Linked DNA regions of Mus musculus: region 2 is linked to region 1. Evidence: chromatin contacts called from public HiChIP or PLAC-seq data. All regions are on one chromosome and are shown on one strand. The core of a region is the stretch at or near the end of the contact, and the rest is flanking DNA. Distances in the headings are between cores, read along the strand shown. Region 1 overlaps Akna (AT-hook transcription factor). Region 2 holds the start of Whrn (whirlin).

What was found. HiChIP or PLAC-seq counts read pairs in DNA pulled down with a chosen protein or histone mark.
Region 2: an H3K27ac HiChIP or PLAC-seq map of double positive thymocytes shows a contact between it and region 1, with 2.5 times the contacts expected there. The contact joins the promoter of Whrn here to the enhancer-like site in region 1. A contact is called at or near these places in 1 of 39 promoter capture datasets (liver), 3 of 15 datasets of contacts at CTCF or cohesin (the NIH/3T3 cell line, large pre-B cells and thymocytes), 16 of 484 Hi-C or Micro-C datasets (B cells, CD4 T cells, CD4 single positive thymocytes and 11 more), 10 of 115 datasets of contacts at active chromatin or transcription factors (CD4 single positive thymocytes, CD8 T cells, double positive thymocytes and 6 more) and 2 of 9 other capture datasets (adipose tissue and liver).

What each region holds. Positions count from the first base shown.
Region 1 is chr4:63,385,692-63,392,177 of GRCm38.p6, forward strand. It overlaps Akna (AT-hook transcription factor), which reads right to left. Exons shown (of 22, transcript NM_001045514.3): 4 at 6,441-6,486; 5 at 1,306-1,462; 6 at 539-693. Aknaos (a long non-coding RNA gene) reads left to right here. Exons shown (of 4, transcript XR_003955426.1): 2 at 1-1,689; 3 at 2,500-2,744; 4 at 2,985-6,486. Among named protein-coding and RNA genes, the nearest start is that of Gm52742, 6.4 kb to the right of the region's middle. Within about 2 kb of position 3,495, at least 122 of the 459 cell types and tissues checked have an H3K27ac peak or open chromatin away from gene starts, as enhancers often do. A contact at or near this core is called in B cells, CD4 single positive thymocytes, CD8 T cells and 10 more, where this site is marked.
Region 2 is chr4:63,493,525-63,500,010 of GRCm38.p6, forward strand. Whrn (whirlin) reads right to left here and starts at 2,467. Exons shown (of 12, transcript NM_028640.2): 1 at 1,089-2,467. The coding sequence starts at 1,709.

The DNA.
Region 1 (6,486 bases), core at 2,245-4,744:
GAACATGGCTGATTCTACTTATTTGACACATCCCGCAAACTGAAAAGACAAAGGCGGGTGAGTGGCTGCTGGGCCCAAAGGGTGGGATGGTCAAGCAAGGTAATGTAACAACCGTATTTATGTGTTGGTAATGGACAGCCGGAAGCTCAAAGCCCAAGGTGCAATTCTGGTTGAGAGCTCGGGCCCAACAGAACATCTTGTTTACTGGCTTTGAGCTAGCTTAATTTACTTTTCTCTGTGTGGACTTCCCCTCTGCCTTGGCTCCCCCCACTTCCGTTTTCAGAATGTGGTTAGGGCGTTGTGTCTTCTTAAGTCTCTTTAGACACCTTTGGAACAGAGCCAAGTGTGAAGGTAGACAAAGACCTGCAGCCGACTCTGAGCTGGAGTGCCGTCTACAAAACCTCAAGAGGTGACAGTTTTGGCGTCGGTAACGAACAAATGAAGAAGGGGCAGTTTGTCATAAAGAGGAAAATGTCAGGTGGAGGCCCCGTGCTTTTGGGATGAGGTGTCTTGTGGGACAAAGCTGGGGTTCACTCACCTTGGCCAGGAGCCGGCTGGCCTGAGAGGTCAGTGCCTGGGTCTGTCCTGTGGAGGGCTGGTCTGTGGCAATGCCCTGGCTCTGAGGAAGCCGCCCTGGAGTGGCCACGCCGGGGGACGAGGAGGGACTCAGGTCTGTTCGTGGGAACGGCCACCCTGAAATACACAGCCGCTGAACCCTGGGGCTGAGGACAGTCCCCGAGTCCGCTGAGGTTGAAGCCCTGAGGTTCCTCAGACCACCATATCAACTATAGCTTGGCCCTTCCTGCCTAACCTTCACAGTAGTAGGGAGAGGGCTGGCCACTATGCTGCTGCTCCCCTACCAGAGTAAATGAGGTATGGGTCTAGCCTAGATCAAAGCTGTAAGGGGATGGTGTCAGGCCTGGGGGATTGATGGACTCAGTTGTAAGTACAGGCTCGAATTCATGGAAAAGCAGGTTCAAATCCTCGCCCTTTCCTTTCCAAGCTATGTGACCCCAGTATACCTTTGCCTCTCTGAGCCCCAAGTCTTCCAACTATCCCGGGACTATAAAAGCTGGTGTTATAAATCTTGTGTTGCTCACCAGCTCCGTGTGAGGACTAACTGGGGCCATATGTGTCCATTTCAGGGTCTACAATGGGCTCAGGGAGAACACTGCTCACGCCACAGAACCAACAGGCCAGGTGGCTGAGCCAAGGCTCTCCCTGGATGGTCCCCAGGGTGGACCTAAGGTTCTCCCTCCATGAGCAGGGGGATGCTTAAAAGCCCTGGCTCCTTCCCCAACTCACCTGTGGCCTCAGAGGCCTGTGGATCCTGGGCAGGGTCAGGCCACCACTCTGCTACTCTGGGTTGCGGGATAGAGAAGGATAAGACCTTGCTTCCTTGTGGCATTGACCCCGAGCAGAAGCTCTGACTGGGCTGTGGTGGGTCTGAATACAGGTGCACCTGAGGAAGAGGGAGGCAGGGAGGGAAGGAGTCAGACAGGGCGAGCTCACTGCAAAGAGGCCACAGCGCATCTGTTATCCAGGCTTCCTCCTTCCTCCTTCCACCACACAGGAGCCCCATCCTTAGCCTGGGAATCACGAACACCACTTTTCAGTGGGTCCTACACTGGGCGGAGGACTTAAAAGCCGCCTCCTATTGTCTTTCCAGAGGTCCTGAAAACGAGGCAGGTAGGGATGACTTTCCCTGTTTTTCTTTTTGTAAATTCGTCTCTCCTACGATATATCCTGACAGCAGCCTTCCCTCCCTCACTCCTCCCAGTTCCTCCCCCCAGTTCCCCTCCCGCACAGATCCACTGCTCCTCCGTGTCCCTTCAGAAAAGAGCAGGCCTCACAGAGATATCAATGGAACACAGCTTAACCAGTTACAATAATACAAGGAACAAACTCTCATATCAAGGCTGGCGAGGCAACCCAGTAAGAGAAAAGGGGTCCCAAGAGCAGGCAAAACAGTAAGAGACACCCCCCACTCCCACTTTTAGGAGCCCCACAAAAAACCCAAGCTAAGCAACCATAACATATATGCAGAGGACCTAGCACAGGCCCATGCGGGCTCCGAGATTGACGCTTCAGTCTCTGTGAGCCCCTACGAGCCCTAGACTCCCAGAAGTTAAGTGCCACAAGAGATCACCAGCTAGCTCTTACACTGGTAACAATAATGGTTACTAGTGATGGTTATTATATGTGTGTAACACATATATGATAATCATTAACGTTTTAATGAAATATTTCCAATAATAACTACATTGATAATGATAAACAGTAAATAGTAGATGGCTGTCTGAATGAAGGAAGGAGATGTTACGTGCACAAACAGAGCCTTCTAGTTGTGCTCTGACCTTGAAGATGGTGTGGGAAGTGTGTAGGGAGGGGGGCAGCTGATGGGGGGGGGGGATACACTGGAGCTCAGCAGGAGGGAATCCTGGTTCCAAGCAGGGGTGTGAACACAGATGGGGAGCCAGGGTCTGCTTTTGTATCCAGGGGCTCCCTGGCTGCAGGCACATCTGCCATCGTGTGCCACCAATGGCAGCTTTCACACCGTAGCAGCCAAGCTGGGCCGGCCCTGACAGAGGTTGTGGAAACCACAGCTGAAAATACTCAGTCTGGCTTGCTTGGCTTAATGTGTGCTCCAAAGTCAGAGGCCAGGCACCGACTCAGGCTCCGTCATGATACACCTCAGTTCTGGAGTGGATGGCACAGTTGGCATCACCGTGCATGAAGTCAGTGTAAGTAAATGGTAGCTCTCACCTGGCACTGTGAACTGTGATCGTCTGGAAGAGACTGTCCCCAATAGCTTTGGAATTTGAATACTTGGTCCCAGCTGGTGGCATTTTGGTGGGGGGGGGGGGGGTAGGACTAGGCGATGTGGCCTTGCTGAAGGAAGTGTATCACTGGGGTGAGCGAGCGCTGAGGCTTCGAGTGCCACACGCAAGTCTCAGTTTGCTCCCTCTGCTTTCTGCTTGTAGTTTATGCTGTGAGCGCTCAGCTTGCTGTTCAGACTGCCAACTGTGCTTCTCCACCGTGATGGTGATGGACCCTTGAGCCATAAACCCACCTAACTCCCTCCTTCTGTATGTTGGCTGGTCATGGTATCTTATCATAGCAATAAGAGAGTAACTAATACAGTCACCAGCATCTCCACCATCACCATCCTCCCTGTCGTCAGCGCAACACCAATAGTACCATCACCACATCACTCCCATCAGCACCATCATAGTCTTCACCATTACCGTAACCTTAACCATCATCCCTGTATCTTCAACATCCTCCCTATCCTTATGTGAATATGGCCACCGTGAAAGTGGACCAGTAAAAAAGATACACTCCTATGATGCCTTACTACCCATTTAAGAGCTCAGGTGGGCTATCCTGACTGCTCTCTGCCACCCCATGATCGGGACTAAGCAGCTGAAGATAGGCCTGACTTAGGAGTTCCACAGCCTTCAGACAGGAAGCCCCTTTGCATAAGCTGTTCTTTGAAGCCTGGCTGTCTCAAGTGTAATTTGGTGACACTGCCTCCCCCTGCCTGAGCCTCCCTAGCTGAGAACAAAGCTGGATTTTCATAATCCTCTGGGCCATCTGCTCAGCTTCGCCTGTGGGGGCCTGCCTATCAACACCCTTTTCTTCCTGAGGTGACCCAAATCCCAGGGGTGGCCCTGCCCTCTTGTGTTCCCCGCCCACTGTGCCAAGGCCCCACCTGAGGAGCAGCAGGAACCTGGCAGCTTCCAGATACAGAGGATGGAAACGAGGGAGACAGAGCCCCAGGACTGTGAGGCCCTGGCCATCCAGAGGAAGTAGGGAGTAGGGAGGGCACTTAGCAACTGCTGAGCCGTAGGGCCTGTGCCTGCCATGACCTGCCATTCTGGACAGACAGTGACACTGCCATGCAGTGACACTCAGAAGCCCTAGGGACTCTGTGCAGGGTGGACCAGCGAGTTTGGGAAACATGGGGTTAAACCTATGAGTATTCTGGGCACAGATGGGGTCTCAAGCCTTTAAAATGGTAATGAGCTCTATGAATGGGGCAAAAGGGGTGGGAAGAAAACACAGCCGCCCTCGCCCCCCCCCCCCCATATACACTGAACCCCATCAGGAGCTTCTGCTCCAGAGTGGCAGCAGAACACACTTCACGAAAGGTGCTGACATCATCCCCAATTCCTTTAAGGGTGGCTTCTGTCTCCTCACCGGTTTCACATCCCCCTAAAGCCGAGACAGGAGCTGGGAGGAAGTCGCAATAGGACAGCGAGTGGTGACATCACCACAGATTCTAGAGTCAGCACACAGAGTAAAGCCCACCCATGACTCCTAATTAGTCCTGGTCCCCTAGCCCATGCTCCCCAGACTGTGTGGTTCCTAGACGCTCCTAGATCTAAGCTCGGCCTTCCCTGGCAGTTTTTCTGGCTGCAGATTCGGTGAGCGTTGCTGGCTTGGCTTTGTCAGAGTAAGTGAGCCATGGGCCCTGCAGCCAGTGTTCAGGGTCAAAACCTAGCTCGGGCACCTCTACCTTGTGTGACCCTGCTAGGTTTTATGTGACAGAGAGGTTATCTCTGTGCCCAGTTGTAAATGACTTAGGATAGCAGTTAACAGAATCACCAGTGGATATTCTCCTATCACCATGGCCTGCCTGTCTGTAGGCTTGTCCCACACACCATGCTGGACCAGATCTAGGGATCCCAGACCTGAGGAAACTATACCATCTGCAAAGAACAGACAGATCCACGGGGACGTGCCACCTTTGTGTCTCACACTTGCTCTAGGACACTCACAGCTTAGCCTTTTGTCTGCAAGTGGAGGGGACACCCTTAGTCTGGGACTGGATTCTGGTTCAGCTGATGTTGGTCTCAGTTCCATCGGACTGTGGTTCCCAGTTCCCCACCACAGAGGGTGTATTCCAGCCTGGTTCCCTCTTGGGTGGGCCCAGCCCTGCCCCCTACATTGTTCTGGGCTCTGGCCAGAGCCTCAGCAGGTGCTAGAGAAGTCATGTTCAAAGATCCCTGTGAGAGACAGGAAGCCGATGGGATCCAGAACCTCTCATTCAGGTTTCTCCTAATTCAGGTCCGTTCAGGTGGACTTTGTGGAGAACATCTTCTGGTAGAGAACATGGAACTCAGAAATTGAAGCATCTGTGGGCCCTGATCCCCTGTTCTCCCCTGCAAGTTGGGACCCTGAGCTGTGCCCCAGTTACTCCCAAAATGGCAATGAGGCTGGGGTGGAGGGAATTATGGGCCATTTTCAGTGCAATCACTCGAACAGAACTCACTCTTTTCTTGGGCCAAAGAGTTATCATTTCAGAGAGCAGCAGAGGGAGGCTGAACCATCCAGCATCTCCTACAGTTTATCCTGGGAGCCCTCTCTGCAGCTCTCCCCAGGCCTGTCCTCAGACTCCCTCTCAATGCTCGGAGCTCTGGGTCACCTAAAGACATCAGTGGGAGTTATTGTCTTCCAAAAGGTCTGCTCACAGCCCCACAGATGTAACCCAATAGATGTGTCTAGAAGACCATGTGGGAAGGGTCCTGCCTGCACCTGGCAGGGCCACAGGCATGGAGACAGGCAGGCCCTTTTCAACTTCTTGCTAGGATAGACTACACCCGTGTTCCCCAAAAGTGGCTGAAGGCATGAGGTCAGCACATGACCGGGGGACCTCGGAGTGGGAAGCACTCTGCAGAAAGGTGGGGTGTCCTCTTTCTAGGGGGACAACCAGAGCTGGGGGAAGGGAGGTACATCTTTATTCAGCAGCTGTCCTGCCTCCTCTCTGCAGCCTGTTTGAGCAAACAAGGGTCTGAGGAAAGCAGGAAGTGCCAGGGGCTGATTGGCTCACTTCCTGCCTCGCCCCATTCAGGGTTCTCAGCCTCCTCTGGAGACAGGTCTTGGTGGAGGGCTATGCTACCCAGTTCTGAGTGGATGAGCTGATCCCTTCGGTGCCACACGGGGCTGTCCTACACGGGGTGCTCAGTTCCAGTTGGATAAGAGGAGGAGGTTTTGAGGGAGACACTGGAGAAAGGTGAAAGTAAGACACTGGAAAAAGGGGACACCAAAGAAAGATTGAGCAGAAAGTCTGCGCTACAGCCTGAAAGTCACCCAGCTGGCTAGAATGAGATCAGGAGTCAACCTCGGTAGTCATACCCCCAGCCCCCAGGCACAGAAAAGGAGACAACATCTGGTGACATTCTTTAGTACCCCAGGCTCCATCACTCAAAGACATCAAACAGTGAGAGAGATAGCCCAAGGTCAGAGAGAGGCCTGGTGGTGATTCAAGGACTACGGATTCTCCAGTACACAGCCTCAGGATCCCAGAGCCGGTGATCTTTCTCTAAGACTCTGGGGTCGGCCATCTCTCTAAGAATCGCCACCCCCTCCCTGAAGCCCCCTCCCCAGCTCTTGGCTCCATCCACACAGCTCAGTCTGCTCCAGGCAATCATTACCTTGGCCCCAAGGCGAAGTTGGTCGATAGTGTTCTCAGCCTCCGCA
Region 2 (6,486 bases), core at 1,217-3,716, 110 kb after region 1:
AGCCCAACTCGCCTGGCCACGAGCCACTGAACACCACACAGCAAGCAGCCCAGGACTTTTGCTGCCTAGGAGTTTCCCAGCAGCCAGTGCGCCCTGTTTGGTACATCTGGATGAGGTGGACCAGGAGACCAGAGAATGGGGTGAGAGGGGCTCACACCACAGGTCAACCCAAACCTGGAGCAAGCATTTCTCCGTACAGGATGGATGCTGCCGTTCCTTTCCTTCAAACTCCTCACTTCTTGTTTAATAAGCAGTAGGGCTCAGGCTAAATACTTATGAGAGAAAGCTCCTTGGATCCACCCACGGACCAAACACTGTAGCTCATACTCCAACTGGCTGGCATTCACTCACCCTGGGTGATAAGATTAGCAAGCATGAATGCTCCTCCAGACAGATGGATTAGATTCCTACTAGCTGGTTGTGGTGAGGTTATTTTTCTCAATTGACAGATCCAAGAAAAACCGTGCTCAGTTTCATGGGACTCTGGGTTCATGGTCAGGGAGAAGCCAAGTTTGCAACAAAGTTAGGCGCCAGTTCTCTGGTCTGGCTTGTTCCAGCATACACTGGTTAGTCCACAAATAGAAGGATCAGCCCCAGCTCTGTGGTTACCCAGCCTCCTCCTGGGTTACTAGCAGTGGGGCAGAACTAACTTTCAGCGGCAAAAAGCCTACAGGATCCAGAAAACAGCACAGCAGCAATAAAGATGGGGGGGGTGGGGGGGGGTCTGGAGGGGGGAGAGCATCAATTACCCAATGTCAAGCAGGGGCTCTTTTCTAACACTTGTAAGGATCCACAGCCCTTTTCACATTTTATGACCAGGCATTTGCTTATGTTATACTGTGTATGTGCCTTAGCCTTTAGGTCACCTAAGGCAAGAATAACCATTTCCTCCGTGCTCAGAACACCGATCTGCGCCACAAATTAAATGTTCCTCTTTTAAAATCCGGTCAGGGAGGCAAAAATAAACCAACAACAAAGACCAGAAAGGTCAGGCGATTTGGTATAAAAGATAGCAGCACAGGCAACCGAAGAGGGAGCACTAAACTGCCTGTACTGTCCTCTAACGCTCCCATAAACCACAGCCCTACCTTGACAGCCTCCGCGTGGGTCACCCGGGCTAGAGATTTATCGTTGACGCGCAGAATCTGGTCCCCGACCCGCAACCCTTCCTTCTCTGCCAGGGAGCCCGGCTCCACTAGAGACACGTAGATGCCCACGCCGTGTTCCGAGCCCCCGCGGATGCTGAAGCCCAAGCCCTCGTGGGCCTTGGCGCGCCGCAGGCTCACGAGTCGCACCTCCCCGGGCCCCGCGCCGTCGGGAGCGGCCCAGGCGGGCTGCCTGTAGGGGGTGGTGGCTGGCAGGTAGAGGCCCTCGGCCGTGTACTGGTCGAAGAGCAGCTGGTCGGAGCGCGGGATGACCAGACGCAGCATGGGCAGCAGACGCCGCTTGACCGGGCTGTCCAGCAGGACGCGCAGGGTGCGCACCAGGTCGAAGACGTTGCGGCGCGCGTGGTACGCGTTGAGGCAGTGAGTGAACTGCTCCCGCTCGGGCTCGCTCAGCAGCGCCGTGAGCGCTTGGTGCAGCTGGCGCACGTTGGCAGACAGCAGCCGCAACCCCGCGCCCCCGCCGCCGCCCGCCGCCGCCGCCGCCGAGCCCAGCGAGCCGGTGGAGGACGAGCTCACCGACAGGCCGTCCAGCTGTGCGTTCATCTCCCCGCCGAGGCCCGGCCGCACTCGGGGCGCGCGGCGCGGGGCGGCAGCTGCACCTGCGGCCAGAGGCGCGACAGCTGGATTCCCCGGGGCGCGGAGGTCACGGCTGGAGTCTGGGTTTGGGGTAGACGCGGAGTCACCGGCTGCAGTCTAGACTGGCCCGGAGAGCGGAGACGACGGCTGCAGGGTGGGTTGGGGAGGTGCAGGTGAGCTAGAGCGCTGGCTGGATCCTGGGGAGGTGGCAGGGACAGCGGCTGGTGTCCCAGGGGCGCGAAGGCAGGTGAAACTGGAATTCGGAGGACGAAGAGACGGCGGCTGCAATCCTGAGGACCGCGGCGGGATCCTGGGGGGACAAAGAGTTGGCGCCTGGAGGCCGGAGGTCGTGGAGACTGCGGCTGGAGGCCGGGGGGAGCGAGAACAGCAGCTACATGCCGGAAGGCGCGGGGACCGTGCGTGGCCGCAGTGGGGGGCGCAGCCACGCCGCCCGCCCCGTCACACCATGTCCGGGGCTCCCCCAGCCGAGATGCCCGTTCCTCTAGGGCTGGGGGACCCCAAAGTCAGAAAGAAGTTAGGGCGCCGGTCAATCTAGGCTCAGAGTCCGGAGCAGTCGCAGCCAGAGGAGCCACGCGGGCGTCCGGCGGGGGGTGCGGGGCATGTCCCGGGCCGCCCACCATGCAGCAGCCCGGGCCCCCGCGCCCCAACGCCGCCCGGGCGCACACGGAGCCACGCGGCCGGGAGCCCGGACTTTGCGAACTGTTGAGCAGCTCTGGGCTGAGTCTTCCAGCGAGTTCCGACGCCGCCGCCGTCGCCAGCCGGGACTTGGCCCCGCCCCCTCGCCCCTCCCCCTCCCCGCCCCGTCCCCCCGCGGGCTCTTCAGGAAATGACGTCCCGCCTGGCGCGCCTGGCTGTTGCCTGGAGACGGGGTGAAACAGTCCGGCCCCAAGGAAGAAAGGGGTGAAAGTGGGGGTGAAAGAAAGCAGGAGGAGCCCTGGGCCCCTGCGAAGTCTTCCCACTTCCTCAGCCCAGGGGTGAAAGATGGGGTCCTAAAAGCTGCGCTTTCCGGCGATCACAGCTCGATTCCAGGGTCGCTTTGGAGCAATTAGCCGGTTTGCCAATTCACAATTGGGGAAAATGGCCAACTTTTGGCCTCTAAAATAATAGATGCTTCATGCTCTGCTTTTCTGCCTTAAAATGTTGTTCCTGCAGCTTGCACACGTGCTGACTGCAAGTTTAAGTGAGTATGTGGACGATAATCGGTCACCTGCTCTGCACATGAGAAGAATATAAGCCACACAGGTGCCATCAGGAGCCAAGTCCTGTGCTGGGATAGATCAGCCTGGGCCCCTTCCTCTGGTGCTCTCCGGAGTGGGGGGGGGGGGGGGAGGGGGGAGTGGGGGAAAGCAAGGAGCTGTTATCAGAACTGTAAAGTATGCAAACACACACACATGCATTTAAAACTAAGTCTGGAGTAGGAATGTCACTTGTACCAACTGTTAGGTCCCGCTTGTGATCTTTTCCACACTGAGGGAACAGGGTGAAGGTTACATGACAACTCTATATACAGTCTTTAAAAAAAACATATTTTATATGGAAAGATGTCAGAATACACAGTCTAAAGTCTGTCATCTGATACCCACTCTCCTAAACACTATCACAGGAAAAACTCGGCTTCTAGTCAAAGAAGTGTTCTAAGAAGATCTATAGTGCTTGACCTAGTCACCACTACATGCCATGTGGATCTCTTTAAACCTGAATTGCCTCTCCAGAGGTGTTCTGTGAAAAGCTGGTTTTTTTTCCCCTAAGACTGTCCTGGGTTGCCGTCACAGGAATGAAACGGCTGACTCTGATATGGGAGAAATAGAAAAAGAGAAGGATTATCTGGAGTGGCTTTGAGCTGGCTGCAGAAGGGTGTTTTGTTCCCTGGCTAGTTATTTACCTGTGCACTTGGTCATTCTTCATTCAACATTTGCCAAGCACCCGTTCTGCTGCTTGACCAAGCGGCATATGGTTGATGCTGGAGACCCAGGATAAAGAGTTGAAATCTTTGACCTCAAAGAGTCATAGTCTGGCAAAGGAAAGACGGTGTAGGTCAAGGTTAAAAACAAACAAACATAAAAAAGATAAGCATTAGGAGTGTCAAGATAGACCACAGTGAGGCGAGGAGACTAACAGGAATGGACTTTCTGGGCTGCAGAGATGTTTCCGCGGGTAAAGATATTTGCCACCAAGCCTGACCACCTGATTTTCATGCCTGGAACCAGCACGGTGGAAGGGGGAGAACCAACTCCTGCAAGCTGTCCTCTAATCTTCATGGTGCTTGTGGCACGTGTAGCAACCCTGTAGCACATAATAAACGAATAAGTAAATAAAATATTTTAAAAGAAGAATCTTTCTGAGTAATGGGAAGCCACAGGGAGATTTCTAACACTGTAGTTTAATGCAGTCCCAAAATGGAGGCAAAGAATTAAAGTTCTCCTTTCCCCAAAGCTCTCCCCTTCTTTTCACACAGACCTGAGTTGAATTGATGCCCAGTGAACATATTTCACAGGGCGTCACAAAGTGATGTCTTAAGTAGCCAATTGAGTGACCCTTTGACATCTGTCTTACAGCTCTGCGTGTAGCAGTCCGTGCTATGCATCCTTATTTCTTCTTGCCGACCCTAGTTGAAGTCTTTAATGCAACCAGAACAAGTTATTTAAGGAGAGAATCTGTTCCAACCCCTCCCCTCATGTATTAATGACATACCTCGAAATGCCACCACACGGGACTTAATTGCATGCAGTTCGGGTTTTCTGCAAATGTATTTCATGCTTAGTGTTCAGTTAGTTTGTGTTCTAATTATAATTGCTGTGATTGGTTTGATAAATGCAGCCCAGGAGCTAAGATTCCCCACTCCCAATATTTCCTTTCTGTGCAAAGGATGTTTTCGAGAATATTTTGCTTCGGGCAGCAGAAGCCTCTGTGCTAACAGCCTTAGGGAAAAAGGAAACACTTTCTTCTGCAAACATCGGGCACCATCTGGGAAGGCTGTGCTATTGTTTAGCTTCATAGAGGTTGATCTGAGAGAGCAGAGCGAGAACCGAGGGAAGGACAAATGGGAACTTTCCCATCCATCTTGCATAACCACCTTCGTATCAGTTTGCAGTGTGTCCCTCAGAGAGGCAACGTGTAACTGTGCTCAAACCTCAAGAATCCTATTTCATGAGTGAAGATGTGTTTGTCTGTCAAGAAATAAGCTCTCAGAAATTCAAGCTGCCTGGACTCCTGGGGGCTGTACTGCCTTCAGGCCCTTGAATGAAATAGGAATCAAGAGTTCCTGTTTGGCCTTGGCTGCATACTGCCCTCTTCAGAGCTAAAATAGTATTTTCCTGCAATCGCAGACATCCCCCCACCCCTCCCCTTTTCTAAAGCTAACTTTCACCCCAGTGCTGGAAACTGACCCCACTAGGTACACAGGCTAAATAAGACCTCAGACAACTGATCAATACCCTAAGCCAGGGTTCTCCAAGACAAGATCTCACTGTGCAGCTCAGACTCTCCTGGAACTTGATATGTAGCTCAGGCTAACCTTGAACTCATGATCCACCCGCTTCAACCTTCAAAGCAACACCACATCCAGCACCAAGGCCACTTTTAATTGTTCACTGTTGATAACCAACTTGAGCCAACCCTTCTAGTCCAGATGTTTCTGGAAATCTGGACTTGAGCAACCGGAAAGACAGAGCAGGAGAAAGAATGAATGGTGTTGCCTTTTGTGCTTAGCACAACTTACAAGTGCTGAGATATGCTCGTTGCTGAGCTGGACTTTTGTTTGTTGTTTGACTCTTAGTGACTTCTGCATTACTGTGATCAAAATATCTGACAAAAACAAGTGTGTGTGTGTGTGTGTGTGTGTGTGTGTGTGTGTTTATGTGTGTGTTCATGATTCCAGAAAGTTCAGTCCATCATGGTGATGACACCATAGCCCAGGAATTCACGTCATGACTGGCTAGGAAGTAGAGTGGGACAAGAAATAACCAGGGACCCTATGATTACCAGAGGCTGTCTCCAGTGGCCCACCTCCTGCAACCTGGCCCCACCTCCTGCAACCTGGCCCCACCTCCCAAGTCTCTCAAACCTCCCAATACAGTGTCATCGGCTTGGAGCTAGCTATTCAAACCATAAGCCCTTGGAATTCCTTTTCAGGTTCAGGACACAACGGTTTTGAATGCAAGCTACACGTTTCATGCCCTATGCGTCACATGAAGCATGTGACACACAGGAGGACAGGACATTACTGGTGACTTCCTTCTCCCTCTTTTTATTGCAATCTTTAAAAGCCCTTTTCCATTCATTCCATAGTTATTCGGAGCCTCTCTCCTTCCCTCTAATTCACTGAAATGTCTCCTCAGAAGGTGATAGAGATTAATTTAACTTGAGATGCATTTCCCGTGGGACATATAGAATTATCTGTAGCTGGTGGTTTTTTTTTTTTTTGAACAGCTCTGTTTTAAGCAATTATATGTTTTATTCACTCACTCCTACCAGCAAGTACAAGAGATTCCATCACCACTGTCGTCCTCTTCCTGGTAGAACAGAGAGGATGTAGAGATGCCAGGAGGCAACTATCCTGAGGATGAGAGGGATACCCACATGGAGAGTTGGGCTTTTGGACCAGGAGAGTCTCATTCCAGAGTTTGATTATCAATCTCTGTAGTGTAGAGTCTCCCAGATGTGTGGTTCAGAGATGTCAAGTTGGGCCATCCTTCCTGCTGGGATCAGTCAAGGACCACATTTC